Regions from separate parts of the Sus scrofa genome. Here regions 1, 3 and 4 are each linked to region 2. A link is a contact called in public Hi-C and HiChIP or PLAC-seq data. All regions are on one chromosome and are shown on one strand. The core of a region is the stretch at or near the end of the contact, and the rest is flanking DNA. Distances in the headings are between cores, read along the strand shown. Region 1 holds the start of PAXBP1 (PAX3- and PAX7-binding protein 1). Region 2 holds the start of C13H21orf59 (UPF0769 protein C21orf59 homolog). Region 3 holds the start of EVA1C (protein eva-1 homolog C). Region 4 holds the start of URB1 (nucleolar pre-ribosomal-associated protein 1).

Region 1 (2,891 bases), core at 128-2,627, 150 kb before region 2:
AAAACAGCAACTTAGAATTAGCAAAATTACAACTGCATACCTTGAGATCTAGTTCATGCTACTAGTGATCATTTTTTGAAGCTTTTCGTTGTGGCATTGATAATTATAGCAAGACTGGAAATAAATTTCATGCCTTTCCCCCACCCCTCTCACGCCTACAGCATGTGGAAGTTCCCAGGCCAGGGATGGAACCCCAGCCACAGCAGTGACCATGCTGGATCCTTAACTGCTAGGCCACCAGGGAACTCCTTTAATACCAATTTTTTTATGCAACTGGCTAAATAAATTATGGTACTTTCAAACAATGGATCACTATGCAGCTGGGTAAAAGAAGAGACACCATTTTACATACAAATATAACTGATCTTCAATTAGACTAAAATGCACTGTTTGCACACTGTGGGAAAAAGGTAATTCACAAAAATATACATCTTTGCTTCTACATTCATAGGCTGTCTCTGCAGGATCGTGAGAAACTTTTAACATTGCCTGCAACCTTCAGGGCTTCTAGGGATGGATGGTTTGTTTGTTTGTTTCACTATATGAATGTCCTTTGTTACCTTTTAAATTTTGAGACATGACAACAAATTCGCACTTACACACATGAGTGAAGGAAAAGGCCCTGTGTTTGCTAATACAATGAGTAAGCTTGCGAGTTCAACTTCAAACACCCGGATCCACCGTTGCCAGTTAAGTTTGTTAACCTCTGTGGCACAAGGCTGAAATGTGTCACAACCATCCCCAGTCCTCAAGTCGATTTTTCCTTCCGTTTCTGAAATCAGCCATGTGTCAGAACTCCTAGCAAACCTGGCATTCTTTGGAAAACACCAAAACACTTTTGCTTTCGTTGTATTAGAGGGAGGGGGGCTAAAAACATCAGGCCAGGTAATATCTGATCATAAATGAAATTCACTGTTTTTGAAAGTTCTCTGTAGCCATTAAGCTGCAGAAATACTAAGTGTTACTCAACAGAGTTAGTAATAATTACCATACAACACCTCAGTTCAGCACACCCTCTGGGCTCCACGCACCCTCACCAAAGGCTTCACCTTCGGGCTCCTCCTCCCGCTCCTCCTCTCGCTCCGCCTCCCGCCCCCTCCCCCTTGTATTTGCCTCTCTCAGCGCTTGGCGGGAGTTTCCTCGCGTGACTAGTCTGCGTAAGTGCGGAAGACGCACTGCAGCACCTTGGGCTGAGGGACGCCGGGTTTACTCTTTCTTTTCGTCTCTATGATCCTCTTTGTGACCCGTCGGAGAGCACTAGAGTCCCAGAGTTGCCTGCCAATAGTCCTCCAGGCCGACAGAGGGCAGTGCAAAAAGCTGACGTTCTCGCGAGAGGGGCGGTGTTCTCTCCACGTAGTGAGAGCGGAGCGCATGCGGGTTCGGTGGTGCGCGGTAGCTGGGGCAAAGACTGGACCTGGCTGGAGCTCGGGAGAGCGCGCGTGCGCGCTGTCGCGAGCTCGGCGCTGCCGGGGCTGCCGTGTAGGAGTGGGCATACGACCGCGGTGCGGGCCGCAGGCATGTTCCGAAAGGCCCGGCGAGTGAACGTGCGCAAGCGGAATGACTCGGAGGAGGAGGAGCGAGAGCGTGATGAAGAGCAGGAGCCTCCACCGTTGCTGCCGCCGCCGGGCACCGGCGAAGAGCCGGGCCCCGGCGACAGGGCCCCCGGGGGGGAGTCACTGCTGGGCCCGGGGCTGCCGCCGCCACCCTCCGCGCTGGCTCCTGGCCCCGGAACCGAGGCCGGGGGTTGCTTCCCGGGCGGCGCGGAGCCCGGCAACGGGCTGAAGCCGCGCAAGAGGCCGCGCGAGAACAAAGAGGTGCCCCGGGCCAGCCTGCTCAGCTTCCAGGACGAGGACGAAGGTAACTGCCGCGCTTCAGCGCCCCCAGACCCCGACATCCGTTTCCCCGGCCCCGACCGCGGGTCTCCGCATTCCCCTGACGCTCAGCCTCAGCCCCCGAGAAAGGAGCCCTTTCCCGCCGGATCTGCTGTACGTTTTCCCCGCCTCCGGCCTTCTGCTTTGGCAGGGGATGCGTTCCTGCGCCGCCACCAACCTTTTCTTAACTACCGCCTCCTTTTCGTCGTCTCGAACATTTTCTACTCCGAGGGGCCGGATCTCAGATTAGTCATTTAGAGTTTTTCAAGAAAAAATTCCGTGTTCCCTACTCTGCCTCTTCCTGGCAGGTGTGTTTTAGGGAGAACTCGAGTCGTATCCCCTGACTGCTCTTGGCACGTTCTCTGAGCCCTCTGCAGGTCAGTGTACCCAGTGGTATATGCACTGTACCCAGTAGTGACCCAGGTCACTGTACCCAGTAGGTAGGTCTCTTGGTCTCCTGGTCCTTGTCAGGCATCCTTGCTCAGGAAGGCAGGGTGTGTAAAGAGGAGTACTAGATTTGGGAACAGAAGCTCTGGTTGAAGAACTGGTTCTGAGTGACCTTGAACTAGTCCCTGGCGATCGCCGAGCCTCAGTTTACCCATGAAAGTGAATGGGGCTACAAACGTGCAGGCTTCCTCAAATTGACGCTTGGACAATGAAGCGAGGCGGTGTGAGGGGCCAGGCTGCAGTGGATTTAGATTTCTGATCCTAAATGAGCCGTAAGTCATTTCACTTGCCAAATTGTTGAGTGTGTAATATAACCCAATTAAGTGTATGTTGTAAAAAACGAAATCAAGACTTGTAAATCTCACATCTCGATGCAGGAACGCTTTCTTGTTTCTAGTAATAGGCAGTTTGTCTTTGGCTTTTGTGTGATTTTTTTTTTTTTTTTGGAGAGGAGTCCAGCCATTTTTTTGTTTTTGGTGATACAGGAACAATTTGCTAAAGTATTTTTGTTTGACTTTAACGTTTTCAAATTAAAGATGATGGCCACATCATCAAAACTTGTTTTTGAAAAGT
Region 2 (2,994 bases), core at 259-2,758:
CTGGACCAGAGTGTTCATCGCAGTGGTTTGCTTCAACGGATACAAATGGTCATGGGATGCCCTTTATCCTAGAAAGGCAACAGTACCTATAATATTTACAGACAATAAGCAAAGTACTCAAGACCCCACATTTGTCAGCTTTGGCTTCAAATTCAGAACCCATTTGGGTGGTGACAAGACAACAGGGTTTTTCATAATCTATAATCATGTAAACCACACCGAGAAAAAGCTGCACACCAAACTTGCAAGATATGACCCGTATGAGAAGAAAAAGACCTTACGAGAACACTGACAAGAACACAACCAAAGAATAATGTTAAGAGGAACTCAAGGGCAAATATCGGTGCTGACAAAAATTAAAGATGGTTAACCGCCTCATCTGGGGCACTTTGGCAGATTTCCCACCAGAGATGCTGTTCGTAAACTACATATTTAAACAAAACTGGATCGCCAATACAAACATGGCTTTTCTATACTTTTCATTTTATATTATTAAAAATTATACCCCGAGACCTTGTAATACACGTTTGTGGATAAACAGTCACACTACCCAGAAGGCACCTGTAAACCAGATTTGAAGCAGGCATGATGGATAAAGAACTGGATTCAGAAGAAATGGGGATAATCTAATAGCCAGTGGTCAGGAGCTAAGAGAGACATGTGCCAATCTGATCAGTGCTGCATGTTGCAGGGTCTCCATGATCCCTGCCTCAACAGTACTAGAGGTGAAAACACATCCCTCCCTGGATGCCATACCCCTTCTGGCCATTACCAGCCTAATGGTATTCATATGAGGCCCTGGATTGGCTTTGGGCATTTCCAGGCCTACAGTCACAAAATTCCTCCACTCGGCCCTGAACTCTAGGGATACACTTTCAATGGAGGAAGCCAAGGTTTCAGGTATACCAAGTAGCAGGTGCTTGCCATATTCAAATCAATTCGCATTTAGCAATGGGCTTCAAAGGAAATAACTAGGGGTAGGAGCTGCGCAGTATCTTAGTTTTGTTGGCGCCATGTTATTAAGGGCTCAGTGCAAATGTCATCCACATTTATTTAGGCATTCTTTGACCAACCAATTTAAAAAGCCAGTCGCCCTGTCGTGTTTTCTTCATACCTCTATTTGAATTTGCCTTGTCTGTTTACTTTTGTTTTCTCTTTGTCACCTACACTGAACATAAGCTCCAGGAAAGCTGTGGACCTGCAGCCATGTCACCGGCTCTTGGAAGAAACAGCACAAGCCCTATTGCTCTTCAATAGGAATTTGTTGGTTGGTGGTCGGCTGGATGGTTGGCGGGGTGGGAAGAGGTCGCTGCACTAGCAGCTGCTCGAGTCACTCTAGATATATCCGAATCAGCCTGAACAAAGGAATATGGACACTTTCCCAAACGCCTCCGTGCTGAAAACCCGAGCAGAGGAAACAGGCACCATGAGCGAGCCAGGACAGCCTCTCCAAAACGGCGCAGACCGGAAGCGGCAGGAGGCGTTTCCGGAAGTGAGGATTGGAGCCGGCGGAAATGCTCCTGCGACTCGCAGGTGCCCTGTGGAGGCTGTTGAGGGGCTCGGCGCCTGCGGGTGCCCACCACCCCACCCACTCCCGGCCTAGAAATTTCCCTTCCACCCATCTCCTTGAGTGGAGTGTCGGGCCCCAAGCCAGCGGACTGGGAGGTCCGCGCTCCCCTCCTGCTGCTTGGTCTGTTTGCTGGTTGCCCCGACAACAACCACTTCCGGCAACTGTGCTGGGCGAATCCGGCTCGGCGGGTAGGCTCAGGCACCCGCGGTCCTCCAGGACTGTGTAGAGGGTTGCTCAGCAGCACCTGCTTCCTGTAGTGGAGAACTAGATCTCCGCGCACCGTAGCTTCCCCAGCCCCGGAGTCCGACCTGGAGTCGTGGCCCCTCAAACTTTGTTTCCTGTTTCTCCGGGCAACAGCCACTTCCGGGAGCGAGTTTGGTTCCCCCCGCACAGCGGAGGCCGGAGCTCTGGGTTCCGGCCTAACTGCCAGCAGCAGTTAGTCGGTCGACGCGGTTCGCCTGGCGGGTGACCGCGGCCCGCTCCTCCCCCGGCCTTCTCGCCGTCTCGGCGGGGCCTCCGGGGCCACCATGGTTCTGCTGCACGTGAAACGGGGCGACGAGAGCCAGTTCTTGCTGCAGGCACCAGGGAGCACGGAGCTGGAGGAGCTTACCGTGCAGGTGGCCCAGGTTTACAACGCGCGGCTCAAGGTGCAGCGCATCTGCTCAGGTGCGGCCCCGCAGCGCCTCAAGTTTGCGACGTGGGATCCTGGACCGCTCCGGGTCCGGGAGGGAGGGAGAAACGGAGCGGTCTGGAACGGAGGAAGTTGGGCGGGACCCACGAGGCTTTCAGAAGCAGGCTCGGGGCGAGGGTCAAGTTTGTGAAGATTTACAAAAGATGTGCGACAGCCGGGCTTGAAATGGGACCGCGGCGTTCGCCAAGAGATGCTTGGAGAGCTGGCTGGCCCACCCCAGGGTCTGGGAGCCGGGATTGGGGCGCTGGGAGCAAACAAACTGAAATAGGCCCAGTACAGAGGCAAGAAGCACAGGAGGGAACAGAAAGCCTGGGCCCAAGAGCAGGTGTTGTCTGATTTGAGCAAGTGTGAGAGGTGGGACGACCAAAGGGCCGTTTTTTTAAAAAAGGGAATTCCGTGTTTTGTGACTTTTGAGGTAGAACAGTTTCTGGATGAATCGCTCAGCTTTGGGACAGCCTTCAGGGGTGAGAAAGAGTGAGAGAGCCTCGTTGATCTTACCTCTCATGGTGTTCCCTTCCCCAGGAAACAGCCTGAGTCTCATGTTACAATGTTTTGGTCGCTTGCTCTCTCAACGCTCTGGAGCAGTGCCGTCCAATGGAACTTTCCACCGCGGAGCAAATGTTCCTTGGTCGTGCTGTCAGCAAGGCATCCACTAGCTGCATGTGGTGGTTGAGCATGACCAAAACGGCTGCATTTTTTATTTTATTTACGTTTAAATTTAAGTAGGAAGATG
Region 3 (2,723 bases), core at 117-2,616, 160 kb after region 2:
CAGGGGGAAACCCAGGTCTGATACAGGGACCTTGTTGGGCTAAGCAAGCCCGGCTGTAAAAATTCAGCTCCTATAGCCCTCATCAACCCAGAAACTTCTCTCACTTTGCAGCACCACACCTACCATCCCAGAACTGACCGAGATCAGCTGCCGGGGCCCTTGGTCCCAGTCACCAAAAAGAAAAACCTCACCCATTACTGGGGGGTGGGGGGGAGGTCGTTATTTTTGGTTAAGGCATTGGGGCTGCCAGGGGCAGATGCTGGTACTTTTGGTTAGTGAAGAGAGGTTACCGAGTCTCCTCTCTGTTCTGTAAGCTTCTAACTCATCTCCCACTGCATCTCCACCAGACCTCCCAGCCCGTGTCCGTATAGACTTCAGGTCAAGGGTCTCCTGGGCTGGTCTCCTTACATGGGCACCCGAGAGGCTGGTCGGGGCACACTCAGACTATGCGGATGGCAAACCAAGTGCAACGTGAACCAACACGTGTACCAACAGCGCCAAGAGGGGCACAGGTCTCAGCTTATCAACTTAAGGAGCTACCAGCGGACCCTCACCCATCAGAGCCGGGTCCTGCCACTGGGAAAGTGACGAGGTCAACTCACTGGAAGAGAAACTCCAAACACCATATGGACCCTTCCTTCGGGGGTGGGGCATCCCCTGCTGCCACCCCACACGCAGCTACATATACTAAGGTTTCACACTGGGCAAGAAAACCAGCTTTGATTGCGCCCCAACTTTAAACCAACCCGGCCTTGACCCCTCGGGCGTCCGCCCCCCTTCAACCTAGGGTTCAGCTGGGTGCACGGCGGCGCCGGGGGCACACAGGGAGGGAGGTCGATTCTTACCGGAGAAGTCCGTGAGCGCTGAGATCTCTTTGGAGCAGACCAGGACAGTGCAGTAGAAGAGGCGCAGCAGCTGCCCGGGCGGCTCTACCTGCCTGCGGAGGCCGGGATGCTGTGCGGGCTGGGGCGCGGGCAGTGGGCGCGCATGTCCCGGCAGAAGCATGGTGCGCAGCGCGAAGGAGCGCGAGCGCGGGCCAGGGGCGCGCCGGGGGTCGCTGGGCGGAGGGCAGCGTCACATGGCAGGACGAGTCGGTAGCCGGCGGATCCGCGGCCCCCTGCCACCTCCTGGCCCAGGCTGCCAGAGCCTCCTCCCCGGCGCGGGCCGGCACCGGCTCCCCAGCAGAGAGGAGGGGGCGGAGAACTGGGGCGGGGCCACGAGCCCCGGGAAGGATCCGCGTAGTTTCCCCGAGAGGAAATCTCCGCTGCGGCCGCGCGGGAGGAAACGAGGGCGGGGGGCGAAGGGAAAGTGTAGCCTCTCACGCTCCGAGGCTGCGGAGGCTGGTCCCTGGCGCGCCGCCCGCCGCAGAGGGCGCCCCCAGCAGCGCGCCGCGAGCCGCGCAACTTGAGCGCCCTTCCCGCCCGGGTCCCCGCCCCGAGACGGTCCGGCACCCCCGGCCGGGCCCGCTGGCCCCGTGCCAGCCTCGCCCTGGCCGCTGGAGGAGCGCGGCCGGTGCCGGTGACGCACTTTGGAGCCAGCGCTGCGCGTAGAGCCCCGTCGCCCCGGGGCGGGGCCGAGGCCGAGGTGGGGGCCGCGGGACGGTGGGGACCCGGAGGTGTGGAACTCAGCATTGACGTCTTTGCGACCTGCAGCGCTCCACGTGCCGAATCGCCAGGCTCGCACAGTTATCCCCATTTCACAGAAGAGGAGACTGAGACTCAGAGCATTGCTAAGTCTTAGGCAGCCAGGACGGGAACCATCGCGGGGCAGGCATTGTTCTCTGGATCAGGCGGCTCCAGAGCCGATTTCTTTTTGCTGCAACTGTTTTCTTTTGCGTATTGGTTGTCCGCCGCGCTCAGGGGATCTGACACTGGACCGGCACAAACAGCCGCCGAAAGCTAATAATTGGGCTTTGTTTTAAAATGGGCCACAGCATCTTTCTGAACCTCTCGATTACGCGCGGTGTAACCCACGTTTGGACACCCAGCCCGAAGAGGAGGAGCAGATTGCAGAGCCTGGCTTCGGGGGAACCGAAGACAAGTGCGTGGGGTGGGGGGGGAAATGCCGGCTGTGGTCCCTGGGGTCCACCGACCCAAACCGGCGGATTACGCGGGGCGTCCGGGCCAGGCGGCGCCGGCGGGAGGGAGGAGAGCCGGGCCGGCGGGCGCTGGGCACAAAGTGTTCCGGAACACCGCGGGAGGGCCTGCCAAGTTCTCGGCAGGCTTGACGCGGAAATGTAGATAATGAGGCCCAAGGGCGGGACCAGGCACAGTGCGCCCGCAGGCTCCGTCCGAACTGCCCCGCGTACGCCGCAGAAGGAGGCGCGGAGGCCTGGAGAAAGAAAACCGAGACTCGCTGGCCTACCTGTAGGACCCTCTTAGAGGCCGGCCGCAGGGATCGTGGAGGACCGGATGTCATAGGGTCCCACCTAGTGCTCCAGGGTCCCCGGGGCAGGGTGGGGGGAACTGAGATGCCGGCCCCTTCTTCCCTGTCTTGGGAATGGGAGTGGGAATGGGGGGATGCAAAGATCAGTATTTGTTCGTAGGACCCAGCCTGCCAAACACAATGATTTTTTAAAATCTACATTAAAGTACTCAACCTTCTCAATAACCCTTGGATGTAAGTATTCCTGCCTACTTTCTAGGTCTCTGAAACTGAGGCAAGGAGGGTGGGTAAGGATGCCTGGCACTTAAAAGCCGTTCGGTAAGGGACGTTTGCTCAAA
Region 4 (2,700 bases), core at 92-2,591, 180 kb after region 2:
TTTGGTCAGGTCCACTGTGGTTGAAAACAAAGTTGGTGGTTGGCAATTAACCATAGAAAAGAACCCCGTGAAGATGACCGGTCAGAATTAAGTCTGTCTTTACTAACAAGAGTATCCTCCTTGACAGCCTAAATTTTGAGCATATCCCTGCCTTTTAATACCTCTGCATCAGTTCAGATCTGCTCAGGCTACTCCCTCTGACCTGCCTACAAGGTAGGCATTTCCACAGGCACAATAGTCTTGCCAGGTCAGGAGCACAGGGTCAACAGCACAGGCTTTTTCTATTAGAGACTCTGAAACCCTAACAGGTCACAAAAAGCCACTGTTCTCAGATGCTCACAACAGATCTGCTTACAGACCACGGGGCAGTACTTTCTCATACTAGAGGACAAGCTGACAGATAATTCCAGGAATCACCAAATGACTTATCTAATGACCTGCTTCATGATTTGTTTGCGCACATAACCAAGTATGGATGAAGTTGTATTAAAAAATGCACTAGCCTGTTTCCACTTATTTATACCTCCGTTTTATTTCAGAACAAGTCAATAACATCTTACAAAAACACAGTAGTTTTTTTTTTTCTCCCGTCAAAGCAGTTTTTCATGCATTGCATCACTTTCTCCGCTGAGAACAGCTGGCTTTACTGTCTCCATTTTAATGACAGGGGCTTAGATGTGGAGGCTGCTGCGCTGTCCGCGTAGGGTTTTCACAGACGTTACTTCATTTGATCCCCTCCTCCCACCCTACATGACCAGAAAGGCGCAAGTCCACCCATCAGTTTGGGGAAGTGGAGGTCGTCTGGGGCGACATCGCACCAGACAAGCCAGTCTGGTTCCGGATGTGAGATAAGCTAGGGGTCAGGGTTAGGGGCATCCGCACGACCTTCGACCTGGTCCCAGAGCAAGGATCTCCCCACAAAAGCCCACCTGGCACTTAGCCCGGGGCAGCCACCCTCCTGGCCAACTCGCTGGGCCTCGAACAGGCAAAGCACCGAATCCCGCTGCATGTCAGTCAAGAGGCACCATTAGGGCGCCCACAGGTCAAGAACCGAGCTGACGGTGCTGCTGCCAGCGGTCTGGCTCGTGCCCCCCAGGAGTGGAGGATCTGGGGATTCTTCCTCCCAAGAACCCTCGAGAAAGCCGCCGATAGACGCCCCCGCCCCCCCGCGCCGAGGCCAAGCGCGGGTGTGGTGGAGCGTCGGCTCGGCCCGGGGCAGCGAGCTAGGGAGCTAGAATCGCACAGCCAAGAGGGAACCGCTACCGGGTTTCCGCCGGACCGCCCTTCCCACAGGCCCCGCCCCGCCCTTCCCACAGGCCCCGCCCCTTCCGCCGGCCTCCCTCCCGAGGCTCCGCCTCTTCCGACAGCCCCCCGCCCCTTCAGCCCACGTGTGGGCCACAGGTGCCTGTCGGGTCTCCCCCGGTGTCCTCTTGTCAGGTCCCGGGGTGTGTGGGTCCCGGCGCGTCCCCGCCCTCTCGGCCATGGGGGTCCCCAAAAGGAAGGCTGCGGGCGGCCGGGAAGGTGGAGCTACCCCTGCGGGCGCAGCCAAGCGAGCCCGCACCGAAGAGCTCACGGGCGTGCGCTTCAAGACTCAGCTGAGAGACGCGCAGGGTGCGGGGCCGGGTGAGTGCGGGACCCGGGGCGGGGAGCCGATGCGTTCGGGGCGGCCTACCCGCCTCGGTGTGTGTGTGGATGCAGCCTCTTCTTCCTGCAGCGAGGGTCAGAGCTCAGCCTCCCGATTCGCAGTCGGGAAACCGAGGCCCGGGTGCTTGGGAGTCCAGGGCCCAGACTTGCTTGAATGTGACAGTTCCTGCGATCCCACACCTCCCTTGCCCGGACAGTGTCCCTCAGCAAGCTCTAAAACCTTTACTGCAATTGTCAGGAAAGTGGATGTGTAGTACTTATTCACAAAACGGATTATTTATCGAGTCCCGACTGTGAGTTTGCTACTGCCATGGCTGTCAGCTCTGTTTTCCGTAGCTTTGATCCTCCAACACTCACACCGACCAGAAAACCTGTCATAAGCTCCCACATGAAGCTACTGCAGGACTTGACAGTTGAGCAAGATTAGACTAGTGACAGATATGGTTCCCGTTGTCGTGGTGCAGCGGAAACGAATCCGACTAGGAGCCATGAGGACAGAGGTTCGATCCCTGGCCTCACTCAGTGGGTTAAGGATCTGGGCCTTACCGTGAGCTGTGGTGTAGGTTGCAGACGTGGCTTGGGTCCTGGGAACTTCCATATGCCGCTGGTGTGGCCCTAAAAAGCAAAAAGAGACTAGTGACAGATAAGGAGCAGATTCAATAATTGCACTTTTTGAAAAGTGTGACCTAACTTCCCAATTCCTTGTACTCCATTAGAAAGTATTTAGGTTATGAGGACAAAACGCAATGGAAGACACTAGCATGTGCGAAACACTGGTACTGTGTCAGAAGAAAGCAGTGACTGTTTCAAGTGAAAGTTAAGTTAATGTCCAGAGTATCCTCAATTTCCAGTTTGTCTTGCACAGATTGTGTTTTTAAACGTTGGATGCCAGCATATGCTAGCCAGAGCTGGGAAGATGATAGTGGCTTTAGCAAAGAAGTTTGCGTTTCATTCATTCCTTTGTTCATTACTTGCAAGGGGCTGGTATTTGTCAGAGTAGAGGTAAAATGGTGAGTAAGAATCTGCCATGGGGAAGCCTATGAATAGTCAAGTGGG

The links. A called contact is a pair of places that touch in the nucleus more often than the background predicts. HiChIP or PLAC-seq counts read pairs in DNA pulled down with a chosen protein or histone mark.
Region 1: a Hi-C map of liver shows a contact between it and region 2, with 9 times the contacts expected there. The contact joins the promoter of PAXBP1 here to the promoter of C13H21orf59 in region 2. A contact is called at or near these places in 3 of 5 promoter capture datasets (fetal liver, fetal skeletal muscle and liver), 6 of 47 Hi-C or Micro-C datasets (alveolar macrophages, epiblast stem cells, heart right ventricle and 3 more) and 1 of 2 datasets of contacts at active chromatin or transcription factors (alveolar macrophages).
Region 3: a contact with region 2 is called in a Hi-C map of liver, with 3 times the contacts expected there. The contact joins the promoter of EVA1C here to the promoter of C13H21orf59 in region 2. A contact is called at or near these places in 9 of 47 Hi-C or Micro-C datasets (embryonic fibroblasts, fetal skeletal muscle, heart right ventricle and 3 more) and 1 of 2 datasets of contacts at active chromatin or transcription factors (skeletal muscle).
Region 4: a contact with region 2 is called in an H3K27ac HiChIP or PLAC-seq map of alveolar macrophages. The contact joins the promoter of URB1 here to the promoter of C13H21orf59 in region 2. A contact is called at or near these places in 4 of 47 Hi-C or Micro-C datasets (embryonic fibroblasts, liver, mesenchymal stem cells and 1 more) and 2 of 2 datasets of contacts at active chromatin or transcription factors (alveolar macrophages and skeletal muscle).

The regions. Positions count from the first base shown.
Region 1 is chr13:196,369,744-196,372,634 of Sscrofa11.1, reverse strand. It overlaps PAXBP1 (PAX3- and PAX7-binding protein 1), which reads left to right and starts at 1,377. Exons shown (of 18, transcript XM_003132753.5): 1 at 1,377-1,857. The coding sequence starts at 1,518. It overlaps LOC106505849 (a long non-coding RNA gene), which reads right to left and starts at 1,240. Exons shown (of 4, transcript XR_001300667.2): 1 at 989-1,240.
Region 2 is chr13:196,223,909-196,226,902 of Sscrofa11.1, reverse strand. C13H21orf59 (UPF0769 protein C21orf59 homolog) reads left to right here and starts at 1,508. Exons shown (of 7, transcript XM_003132752.4): 1 at 1,508-2,236. The coding sequence starts at 2,098. It overlaps LOC102160250 (40S ribosomal protein S24-like), which reads left to right. Exons shown (of 1, transcript XM_005670326.1): 1 at 1-292. The coding sequence ends at 292.
Region 3 is chr13:196,066,286-196,069,008 of Sscrofa11.1, reverse strand. EVA1C (protein eva-1 homolog C) reads right to left here and starts at 1,366. Exons shown (of 8, transcript XM_021070917.1): 1 at 846-1,366. The coding sequence starts at 1,005.
Region 4 is chr13:196,046,523-196,049,222 of Sscrofa11.1, reverse strand. URB1 (nucleolar pre-ribosomal-associated protein 1) reads left to right here and starts at 1,341. Exons shown (of 41, transcript XM_021069844.1): 1 at 1,341-1,623. The coding sequence starts at 1,482.